Regions from separate parts of the Mus musculus genome. Here region 1 is linked to region 2. Evidence: chromatin contacts called from public HiCAR-type data. All regions are on one chromosome and are shown on one strand. The core of a region is the stretch at or near the end of the contact, and the rest is flanking DNA. Distances in the headings are between cores, read along the strand shown. Region 1 holds the start of Vinac1 (vinculin/alpha-catenin family member 1). Region 2 holds the start of Bub1 (BUB1, mitotic checkpoint serine/threonine kinase).

The links. HiCAR-type assays count read pairs that join an accessible place to other places.
Region 1: a contact with region 2 is called in a HiCAR-type map of astrocytes, with 3 times the contacts expected there. The contact joins the promoter of Vinac1 here to the promoter of Bub1 in region 2. A contact is called at or near these places in 1 of 484 Hi-C or Micro-C datasets (bone marrow-derived macrophages) and 1 of 115 datasets of contacts at active chromatin or transcription factors (astrocytes).

Annotation. Positions count from the first base shown.
Region 1 is chr2:129,064,415-129,070,058 of GRCm38.p6, forward strand. It overlaps Vinac1 (vinculin/alpha-catenin family member 1), which reads right to left and starts at 1,495. Exons shown (of 11, transcript NM_001370941.1): 1 at 723-1,495. Ttl (tubulin tyrosine ligase) reads left to right here and starts at 1,533. Exons shown (of 7, transcript NM_027192.2): 1 at 1,533-1,889; 2 at 4,441-4,519. The coding sequence starts at 1,733.
Region 2 is chr2:127,827,817-127,833,331 of GRCm38.p6, forward strand. Bub1 (BUB1, mitotic checkpoint serine/threonine kinase) reads right to left here and starts at 4,043. Exons shown (of 25, transcript NM_009772.2): 1 at 3,904-4,043; 2 at 1,862-1,921; 3 at 1,622-1,760. The coding sequence starts at 3,929.

The DNA of each region.
Region 1 (5,644 bases), core at 245-2,744, 1.2 Mb after region 2:
ATAAACCAGTTTTTAATATCTAACCCTAACTTCTTCCATGTATCCACATCTAAACTTCCCCTTTCTGGGAGCCAGGGACTGACTGTACAAACTGAAGAAAGTCAGTCAGATGGCTAGTTTTAACCTTAAAGACTTTTCTTTCTTTCTTTCTTTCTTTCTTTCTTTCGGGTTTTTTGTTTTGTTTTGGTTTGGTTTAGTTTTTCGAGACAGGGTTTCTCTGTATATAGTTCTGGCTGTCCTGGAACTCACTCTGTAGACCAGGCTGGCCTCGAACTCAGAAATCCGCCTGCCTCTGCCTCCCAAGTGCTGGGATTAAGGGCGTGCTCCACCATTGCCCAGCTAAGACTCTTTTCTTAAGAGTATACTTATTAATATCTGTAAAGAACTCTCTATCTGTAGATTCACTTTGTCCCATCTTGAGAGATACCCATGAAATGCACACAACCCAGAACTGATGTCTTCTGACCTAAGACGGGTGCTGATAGCTTCCAACAGAACAGCTAGGCACTGATGGCACCTAGTATCAGCCTCTGCTGATGGCAGCAGGCAATAAAAGCCAGAGCTGATGGCTCCTGGCTTAACATGGGCACTGATGGTACCCAACCAGGAACTGATGGCCCCAACTATCCGCCTCTACTGATGGCAGAAGACAATTTAACTGCACACTCCTTGTCCAATGGATTTGTAAGACCCAGTTAAGAGTCCTATCTGTGTCCACTTACCTTATTCAATGTCGCTGTTCGGGTGCCAAATTAGAACATTGGGAGCCTCCTGGCCCGGGCCAGGGGTAGCAGTGGAGTCACAGAGTAAGGACTCTGGTGATGGCTTTAACGTCTGAGGGTCTTGGGGCTTTCTAGCTCTCTAATTATACTGAAATGCTGATGATAACTTCTAAAAAGTCCTAAAAACTTTCTTGCTCTTTCTGAGGGCTTGCTTGCTGGCTTAGGCGATTAACACCTGTAGCCTATCAGGGGAGGATTAAGCAATACAGCCTTTGTTCTATCTCAGCAGGAATCTTTCCTAAAATGAGTCCCTCATAGCCTTGCTTAATGAGGGCTCACTGTCGCAGATTATATAATAATCCAAGGCAGGCTACTTCAGGATGATCACCTGCTAGTTATTAGCTTGTCCCATTATGGCTCCTGACATGTGTCCGATTTTACCGCACCCAGATCAAACCCAGAGCTCAGTGCTGGCTAAGCAAGCACTCTACCAACTGAGCTACACCCATGCCTGGATCTTTTGTTTCATCCACCAAATCTGATTTTGAACTTGGTGGAAGACCCAGACAGAGGGCGGAAAGGGATATTGGCGGGCTATGGCGCAGCTGGAATTATTTCCCTTGGTCTCTCCACCGCAGTTTGCTATTACTGCAGCCACACTTGAGACCCATGTCACCGGCCACACACTGAGTGGCGGGGCGGCCCTGGTGGGCCCTGCTTGGGAGCTCCTGCCGCCGCAACCCGCAGACCTGCCCTTAGCGCCGCGCGGAATCACGGTCGTGGGCGGGGCGCCGGCGGTGGGCGGGGCGCTGGGGGTGGGCGCGGCGTCCGGGTGGCGCTCGCCACTCGGGCGGTGGCGCGGGCGCCCAGGGCAGACACTAGGGTAATCCGGAGGCGCGGCCCTGGAATTAGACCGACAGCGGGGCTGAGGCTGAGGCTGGGGCAGTGTGCACGCGGGGCCGCCGTGCCCTGGACTCGTGTAGCGGCTGCGGGGCGCGCTGCCCTTCGCCATGTACACCTTCGTGGTGCGCGACGAGAATAGCAGCGTCTACGCCGAGGTCTCCCGGCTGCTGCTGGCCACCGGCTACTGGAAGAGGCTACGGCGAGACAACCCCAGGTTCAACCTGATGCTGGGGGAGAGGAACCGACTGCCCTTCGGGAGACTAGGTGAGCCCTTCCCTCGTGGCCGCTGCGCGCATGAATCGGAGAGCGAGCGCTTTTGTTTTTTAAGGTCATTAATCTTCCCTAGGCGCGAGCTCACCTTAGCAGATATAAAATGGGTCTAGCAAGACCTAAACCCGTAGCTGGATTTGGAACGGAGTCTGGGTGCGGTTGCCCTGTCTGCTGACAGTGACCTATACCCGCACTCAGGGTGTCGGCCTGGTTCCCCTGCTTCCCTGGGCCCGCATCAGTCATCTTGCAGCTTTCCGCCACTTAGGATTCAGCTCTGTGTGGTGTGGGCGTGGAAGGGGAGTTGAAACCGCCGAGGCTTGGGTTACCCGGAGGCCAAGATGAACCGGCAGGGAATTTGGAGAAAACTCACTGACTTACCCAAAGCAGGAGCTTCCAGGGAAGCTGGAGCGTGGGGAGCTGTTCCATTTCAGACCTTTCCTTTAGCTGCACCAAAAGTTTACATTTGCAGCTGCATTTAGTGATGTTTTCTTACACGATCTTGGGTGACTTTTGCTCTCCTCATCCACATGTGCGAAACTGGCTTGGTACCATTCTATTCGCGTACTCTCATGTAGGAAGGGACAGCAACTCCCTTTTAAATGACGTAATCTTGAAGTTGTCCTAATGGGTTCAACTAGCATCCCACAGACTTGAACCTGGTCTCATGGTCCCTTCACTACATAGTCATCTGGGGAGGGCTTGCCTCTCTCTGGGTGTCTGGTTCTTTTCCAGAATTTCACTTGGGGGTGGGATCATTTGTATTTCAAGGACAGAAGAGGAGGGGGGCATCTCTACCTTAGCAAACACCCCAGAAAGTAGTGTCCCGTGTCCTGAAGAGGAGAGGTTTTTTTCAGACATAGGTGTGGTCAGCGGTGGATGAGGCTAAACGGAAAGCAGTTTGTTTGGAACTAACAGGCAATTTGGCAAGCTTGCATAGGGCACTTGGGTGACATTATAGCCACAGCAAGCTATGATGGCTTATGGAATGAAGTTTGTTAAGGCTTAGTCTTACTGAATTAGTTCAGGGACAACTTTTCATTATTATACATGTTTATACTCTAGCGTGGCGACTCCATGGAGTGGTGGTTGGAAGACTCAGACGTCACAGACTAGAAAATGTGCTTAGAAACTGATGTCCTGTGGTAGCAGATTCCTCCGGAAGGGCTCAGCAAAGAAAGCCCCTCAAAACTAAGTTCCCTGAGAGAAGCACAGGAGCGGCTGACTGGGTCGTTTCTCCTAACTTTACTGCTTCCCTTGCTGGCACCTGACAATGCCTGGTGGTAAGAACCTAGGTAGAACCAAAAGGCTCTCCCAGCCTGGTGTGGGAGTGACTGGCCTTGTCAGTGTGCTGACAGATAGAAACCCTTTGGAATCCCAGGCCTGAGAAGGCAACATGAATTTAGCAGATGACCAGCACATTTTATTTTTATGGAAAAGACAGATGTATTCTCTAAATAAAATGGTTCTAATCCCTTGCCGTTGGGAGGATTCTCTTTTTGTCTAAAGTGGGCTGCATAAAACCCACGGAGAAAGCACGGAGAGTCATGTTCAGGCGCTGAAAGGTCGGGGCCAATAGGGCGAGAAGGTACCAGGTCAACAGGGACTTGGGCTTGTCTTCCCAAGGGAGATTGTGCAAACCAGATAATGTCTGAAAGTTCTGATTTGGTTGTGTGCTATGGTTGGATTAATTATTGTTACCTTTGACACCCAACTCAAAGTCTTTTTAAAATCTTACTTTTTGTTGCAAAGCATTTTGTTAGGGGTTAATTTTTTTAAATAAAACATATTTTTGTTGTATCCTTTTATTTCTAATCATTTATCTGTATTTATTTCATTGTATCATTGTGGTGCTTGAACCCAAGGTGGGGATTAAACCCAAGGCCCCCATATATGCCAAGGATGCGCACAGTACTGCTAAGCTACACTCTGAGCCTCCAGTTGTGGTTTTAAAAGGGTTTCTGTAGTAAGAACTAATGAAATGTCTCCTGGTGGGATCGTGTGAAGAAGTGTTCAGAGCTTCTGATGGCCTTTCCACTACCTCCTTTCACTTCTTAGTGGCTTCTAGAAGCTCCTTAAAGTAGATGACCTATACTCTGCTGCCTTCTTTGATATTTGGAGAATGTGATGTTGGGATGGAGGTGTGGCTGTAGTCAAGTAGCCTTGCTCAACAGATTACAAGTTTATGTATGTTAAGCCCAGAGAGGACTATGCTAAGGGCCAACGAGATATGAGATAGAAAAATACCCAATGCTCTTCTAATAATAAAAAAAAAAAAAAAAAAAAAAAAGGGGAGCCACATCACAGCTGACCTGCAGGCCAGTATTAATGTTTCAGTATTGGGAGTAGATACTGAGAGGGAAAGGAACCTTGGGACAGAGAAACAAAAGTACTCCATGCTTGACAAACAGCCTGAAATGAGAGACAGGGAAGCTGGGTATGACATGAGACACAGGGAAGCTATGACATATGTGTCCTGCACACTCTGCTACTGACATTGTTACTCCGCACCTGCTGTTTCTCTTCTGAGTCTCTTCTTTCCTTGTAGGTCACGAGCCTGGGCTGGCACAGCTGGTGAATTACTACCGGGGGGCGGACAAACTGTGCCGCAAAGCTTCCTTAGTAAAGTAAGTCTTCCTGAAGTCCTCCATTTTTGGTGTTTTATATAAATGGTTTAGCTTCCACCCTGAAGCACTTAAGCCAAGATGAGGGATTATTATAAGGAAAAAGAAAACCTTTCCTGCTTTAAAACCAACTGATAGCAGGGCTATGGCCTCCTCTAAGTTGCTTTGATTTCAGTTTAAGGTGTTGCTGTGTATCTCTTAAAGCCTGGCGTCTCCTAGGTGAGGCTCCCTAGAAGCAGAGACTGGCTCTCAGGGAGGGAGTTCTAGTGTAAGTGATTTCTTGGAAAATTTTCAAGGCAAACCCATCTGTAGTCAAGGGGGCAGGGTAAGGCAGGGCAAGGTAGGAGCCAAGCATAGGAATGGTTTTAGTTTACCCCTGGTGTTCTGACATGGATGACAGACACCTCAGAGTTGTCACATCTTGAAGCAGAGTGACTGAGCATCTGCTACAGTGTCAGTCAGGTGCAGTTCTATTTTTTTCTTGGCTTTTGCTTGTCTAGAAACTTCCTCATCCTTTGTAATTAGGGAAAGGGCGGCGGGCTGTGGGATAAGTTGCCAGGCATTTCTGGTCCCTGGAGAAGAATGTACAAGCCTTCCTTAGAAGACTCTCAAGCAGCTAGTGATCCCAGAGAAAATATTCAGAGTGCCACATGGTCACTCCACCACCCCTCTCTGAGCCCATAGGGGTGTGGCTAGAAAGTACAAGGATAGTACTATAAGGTAGAATTGAGCAGTAGTATACAGTGACTGAGATCCGGGGTCAACAGCTTGGGGTGATTCTCAGCTCTTTGAAGAATCCTATTAACGGGCAAATCTTTTTATCCCTCTAAGCCTGAATACCTCCCTCGTAAAGCAATTATGAGGATTAAACCAGGTGATGTGCAAGAGTGGATGCAGCACAAGGGCCTGGGACCTCGTGGGTGTTTGTGCTGTAAGGTCTCTGGGTGTAATAGCAGTAACTACTTAGTCTCATTGCTTTTATTACTGTCATTTTCAGATGGAAGCTCTCAGTCTTGTCCCTAAGATCAGGGCTATGGTAGGTCTCCTGGACGCTTTCTCTGTAATTCATAAGCATTCTGAGTAGTCAAATAGCCTTCAGGTAAAGGGGCACTAGAAGACGGGATTCCA
Region 2 (5,515 bases), core at 2,793-5,292:
CCCAGCCAGACGTACACTCTTCAATCTTCACGAAAGTCTAGTGCATTATGTAGATAAAGACAAATGTTCCCTGATGGTAAATCTAAAAGTCATTTCTTCCCTTGATATTCAATAATTATCAAACTATTTCACAAAACAGTAGGGCCTACAATGATTCATTACATGAAATACTTCTTTTGTCTTAGTCTAAGTTTACTCAAGTCTTGCAAGGTGCCTTTAATTATAGTATTTTATAATTTGAGTAACAATTTCATGATCACTCTCTATTCCATATGATTTTATTACTAGAATTCATAGCCCCAAGCTTTGACTTCATATTTGAGAGTCCTGCCCTCTTTTTTCTAAGTTCTCAAAAAAATGAACAAAAAAGCCAAACCAAACAAACAAAAAATCCAATACAATAACATAACCCCAAAACCTAAAAAACAAAATACATCAATACCAAAAAGAAAAAAGTAGAACATAAAAACCAAACTGTAACCAAATAAACGTATGCAAAAAACCGTGGAGTACATTATTTGTTGGTCAACTATTCCCAAACATGAGACCTACCCTGGAGTGGTTGATAAACCCAGTGTCATTCCATCTGAGAAAACAGATTTTCCCTCTCCTGGTAGGTATAAATGACAGTTCAGTTGTTAACTTTTACCCTAGTAGCTAGGTTTTCATTTGTTCATTTATCCATTTTTTTAAATATAACAAAATGAAATATAATAAGGTAAAACAAAAATGATCACATCAAAATTGAATAAGACAAACCAAAAGAAGGAAAAGAGCCCAAAGAGAAGACACAAGAGTCTGAGACCTACTTGTTTGAACACTCAGGAATCCCATAGAAACACTAAACTGGAATCCATAATATAAACACAGACTCCTATCCTCTTAAAGTCTGAGACTACCTCCTCCTCCTCCTTCTTCTTCTTTTTTTTTTTTGAGACAGGGTTTCTCTGTGTAGCCCTGGCTGTCCTGGAACTCACTTTGTAGACCAGGCTGGCCTCGAACTCAGAAATCCACTTGCCTCTGCCTCCCAAGTACTGGGATTAAAGGAGTACGACACCACCTCCAGGCTGCCTCCTTCTTTTAGTACTATGTCTGCCTGCCTCTCTCTCCCAAGTGAGCCACAACTGTCCCCAACCACATTTCTTATCTAACAATTCATTTAACTTTTAGTTCCTATCATGTTAGAACATTTAGACATATGAAATAAAGATGGGTTTAAAATTAAATCATTGATTCTTCAGTATTTCAGAAGCCAATGCTCTAAAATATATACTTCTGACTATATAACTTCTAAAACATTCATGAGTCAAAATAAGAAATTTATATTAAAAAAGGCAGTCTAAAATGATCTTAACAAGGGAGGAGTCCAAAAGCCAGCCAATTGTTGGGCACCCCTTTAATCCCAACACTTGGAGGTAGAGGTAGGTGGATCTCTTTGAGTTCCAGTCCAGCCTGGTCTACACAGTGAGTTCCAGGATAGCCAGGGCTACAACCCCCACCCCCTTCCAAAAAACCAAAACAAAACCAAAAACAACAACAGCAAAAAAAAAAAAAAAAAAAAAAGGGGAAAGGACCAGAAGTAAAACATTATATTTAGTTATCTACCTGAAATTATACTTACAAATTTTAAGCAATAATTGATGAATCTTGAATCATTGTGGTAGTTCTTCTTATGTAAAAATTCCTTCATTAAATGTTCTAATAATGTCATCAAGTATTCTTTATTGTCAGGAAAATTCTCTTCTACCCACTTTATAAAGCTAGAAAAAAATACGGATATTAGTTTTCCACGGATATTAGTTTTCCACAGGGTAAAATATGGTTCCTTTGTTTAAAGGAAAACAAACAAACATGCACTAACCTTTCCCATTCTCCAAGTGGGTCATTACCCGTGTAGCTTTGCATATGGGCTTCAAACATGCTAGAATAGAGAAGTACACACATGAAAGAAAGAATAATTCCTAGATGACAAAGATATATTTGATTCTACATTATGTTATCTATGTACTAGAGAATGGAAATCTTGACTTCAACAACCCAAATATCACATAAAAGAGCAATCATTCAGAAGTGTTCAAAAAGTCAGAAACAGTATTTGCTTCATAGTCTATCTAGATTAGTTGATCTCCAACGTCATTGTCTTATTTCTCAAGAGCACAGCTAAGTTAGAGGGTTAGACTAAGATCCAAAGAATGCCTCTCCTTTTGGTGTGATAGCCCCAGTAATTCAATTCGGAGTTTCCAGAGACTGTTGGCTTGAGTCCAAATCTAACATTGTCCCAAAGGAAGAGCCCATGATGACAATGCTCCCAGAGGACTTTGCTTCCCTTACTTCCATAGTACCTAACCACAGCTTAAGAAGTCAGGCAAACAAATCAGGGCCCAATGACCTCAGATGCTAGTGGGATAAACAAACACAAACATAAAAATAGTACCATGTTTCGTTAACTATTAAATAGAAAAGGGGGGCAAACTAAAGGAGTAAGAGTGGGCATATGTTATACTTAAGGACTTGTTAGCTAGCTACCACAGGCATGTTAGGGAAATCATACAGGCTGACAGAACTTGAGCAGAAAGAGTCAAATAAAGTGTGAAGAGAAGAGGTGGCAAGCTCTATCTGCATTTTAAATGTCTTCTTTGTTCCTTCACAAAAAGGAGCAGGGCTGGAACCATAAACAGTAATGAGTTCAGAAGTTACAGCAAGTAAGGGTGAGAATAGTATGTGTACAACTTTGGAGAGAGGATACATGGCAATTAACTGTATTCTCAGTATGCATCAAGTTGAGAAACAACCATAGGTTTTTAAACTGAGAAATGATAAGATTAGGAGAAAAAGAATTTAAAAGTAGTATTTTGGTAGATGACCAGAAAACTATATCTCAAAATATATTTCACTGGCAAACTGAAATGATCATTCAGAGAAACTGCAATGGTTTTCTCATAATTTAGTAGAGATTTTAGCAATTTATTTTTAAGTCAACGATTCTCACTTTTTCACTTTGGATTCATTTTGGATTCTTTTTAGCATGTTTGAAATGTCAGCACTACTTCTGTGTTTAGAAGTTCTTATTTAGCAAAATAAGAAATACAAATATTTGTCCAAGATAAACAAACATTGAATAGCCCCACACCAACCACACCTCCTGGGAAAATGGCTTAAACATCAAATCATTAAAATAAATTAGTCTTTAAAAATCAAAATACCTAGCTTCTATTTTAGAACGGGGAGGGGAAATCCTTAGTCGATCTGATCAAAAATTAAATTGCTTAACGCCAACAGATTTTGGATATCTTACTCTTAGAATACCTAAAGAACTGATGAAAATAAAATTGTATTTCTTGTAACATCCGATTTAACAGTTTTAAATGGCTTAACATCACAGGCTGAGTAAGTCACCTAAGCGCCCGCCCCCAGACCCCAAAACAAAAACAAATAACCAATCAGTGCCTGCAGGAAGCCTCAAATGACTTAATAGCAAGCATTCCCCCCCCCCCATAAAGTTCAGCTTTAATTTTTTTCTTACGTATCAGGCAATCGAGAAATAATAAATTCTTTCCTTAGTTGGGTGGCATTTTTATCAGACTTTGAAATTTTCTCCAAAAATCTCCACCACCACACAAGTTTGGGTTTTGAAGGCGGGGCGTCCCTCGCGTCTAGAGGAAGTTCCCCATGGAGAAGATACGTGACTTCAGAAGGTTCCGCAGACTGCCCAAATCCTCGGCACAAAACGGTAGCCGGCTGCAGCTTGCACGTCTACTCGAGTGACCCGGGGGCTACCGCCTTGGCTGAGGCCTGGTGCAGCGAACCCGCTGAGGAAGCGGCGCTGAGGAGAAAGCGCGCCTGAGGGACCCGGACTCTAACCGTCCCGACCGGCCCACCTCACCGCACCTGACCGACACTTACCGAAAGACATTTTCTAGGTTGTCCATGACGAGAAAAAACGCGCAGCGGCGAAATACCCCACCAGCCGCCGACCAAACTCCCCATCAGCCCCTAACCCCGAGTCTCGAAGGCCGCCGGCGATTCGAATTCCCCGCGCAGCCGCACTTGTGATGTCGAACGTGGGCAGCGCGCCTGACTATTGGTCTCCGCTGCGGGAGAGCTGGCCAATCGCTGCGGCCGTTGCTGGGAGACAAAGTCCCGCCTCCGTCCCCGCCCCCTCCGTCCCTAGCCCGCAGTTCTTTTCATTTGCCTTTTAGTGAGTCCTATGCTAGGTGCTGACTGAGCTAAGGTTTGTTTCCATTCTAGTGAGACACTAGCCATGTTTTGGCATAGAGTTATTATTATTACTTTTTAAAAAACGGTATAAATGGCAACTGGCTTACAGTATTACACTACCAGGCCGAACGTGACGATTCTGTGACTGAAACCCCTTTGAGTCCTCTTGGGTCTTGAGAGTCACTCACGAATTTTTGTCCTCTTTGCTTAACAGAAATGGCATAGCTGGTGAGCTGGCTCGGTGAATAAAAGCATCCACAAGGTGGAAGGAAAGAAAACCAACTTCCTCAAGTTGTCCTCTGATCTCCACATGCATGCCGTGGCACATACTCATATAACAAATGAGGAAACCACAATCATTATGTCTGGTTCACGAATGAAGACAAATAGCCATGTATATGTGTGTGTGTGTGTGTGTGTGTGTGTGTGTGTGTGTGTCCATCCAGAGTTTTATGGGATCCCATGCCTTTGGCCTCTGCCACACTTGGTTCACATAAAGGCACACCCACACGTATTTGTAAAATATTCATAGTAATTTTAAAGAGTCCGGAAGTCCAAGAATAAATATTTAACATGTTCATGTGCCCTGAGAGTGAGTTGAGAAATAATCTAGTCTTCCCTGCTTCTTGAGTTTTAATAACTTCCCACTTTGCCTCTCTAGGGTCACTTGACCAAAGCAAGTAGAACATAAAAGACTCATGCGATTACTACCTTCCTGTTTCTAAAGGTCCTGGGAGTTTTTCAGCTCCTTCAAGTTGATAAAAAAGATATTGCAGCTTCTGGACAGATAGACATTTTCTAACCTAGAGAAAAGAATTATGAGTGATTTCCCATTTGATTTCCTAGAATCATCTAACTAGAGGAACATTCCTGACATGTCTTTATAGCTGCACACGAAAATATTGTCTGTGGCCATGATATTGGCAGAATTGGTAAACACCACTAGAGGGAGTTCCAGGTTCTTGCATTCCTCGTAGATAGTAGCAAGCAAAGTAGATTAAGAATACACTTCCAATGTTTGGCTGCTAACATCTGCCTCTATTTGTAAGGCTCTGGCAAGGCCTCTCAGGAGACAGACATATCAGGCTCCTTTCAGCATGCACTTCTTGGCATCCACAATAGTATCTGGGTTTGATAATTGTATATGGGATAAATTCCCAGGTGGGACAGTCTCTGGGTGGCCTTTCCTTTAGGCTCTGCTCTACACTTTATCTCCATATTTGCTCCTATGAGTATTTTGTTCTCCAAGAAGGACCGAAGCACCCACTCTTTGGTCTTCCTTCTTGAGCTTCATGTG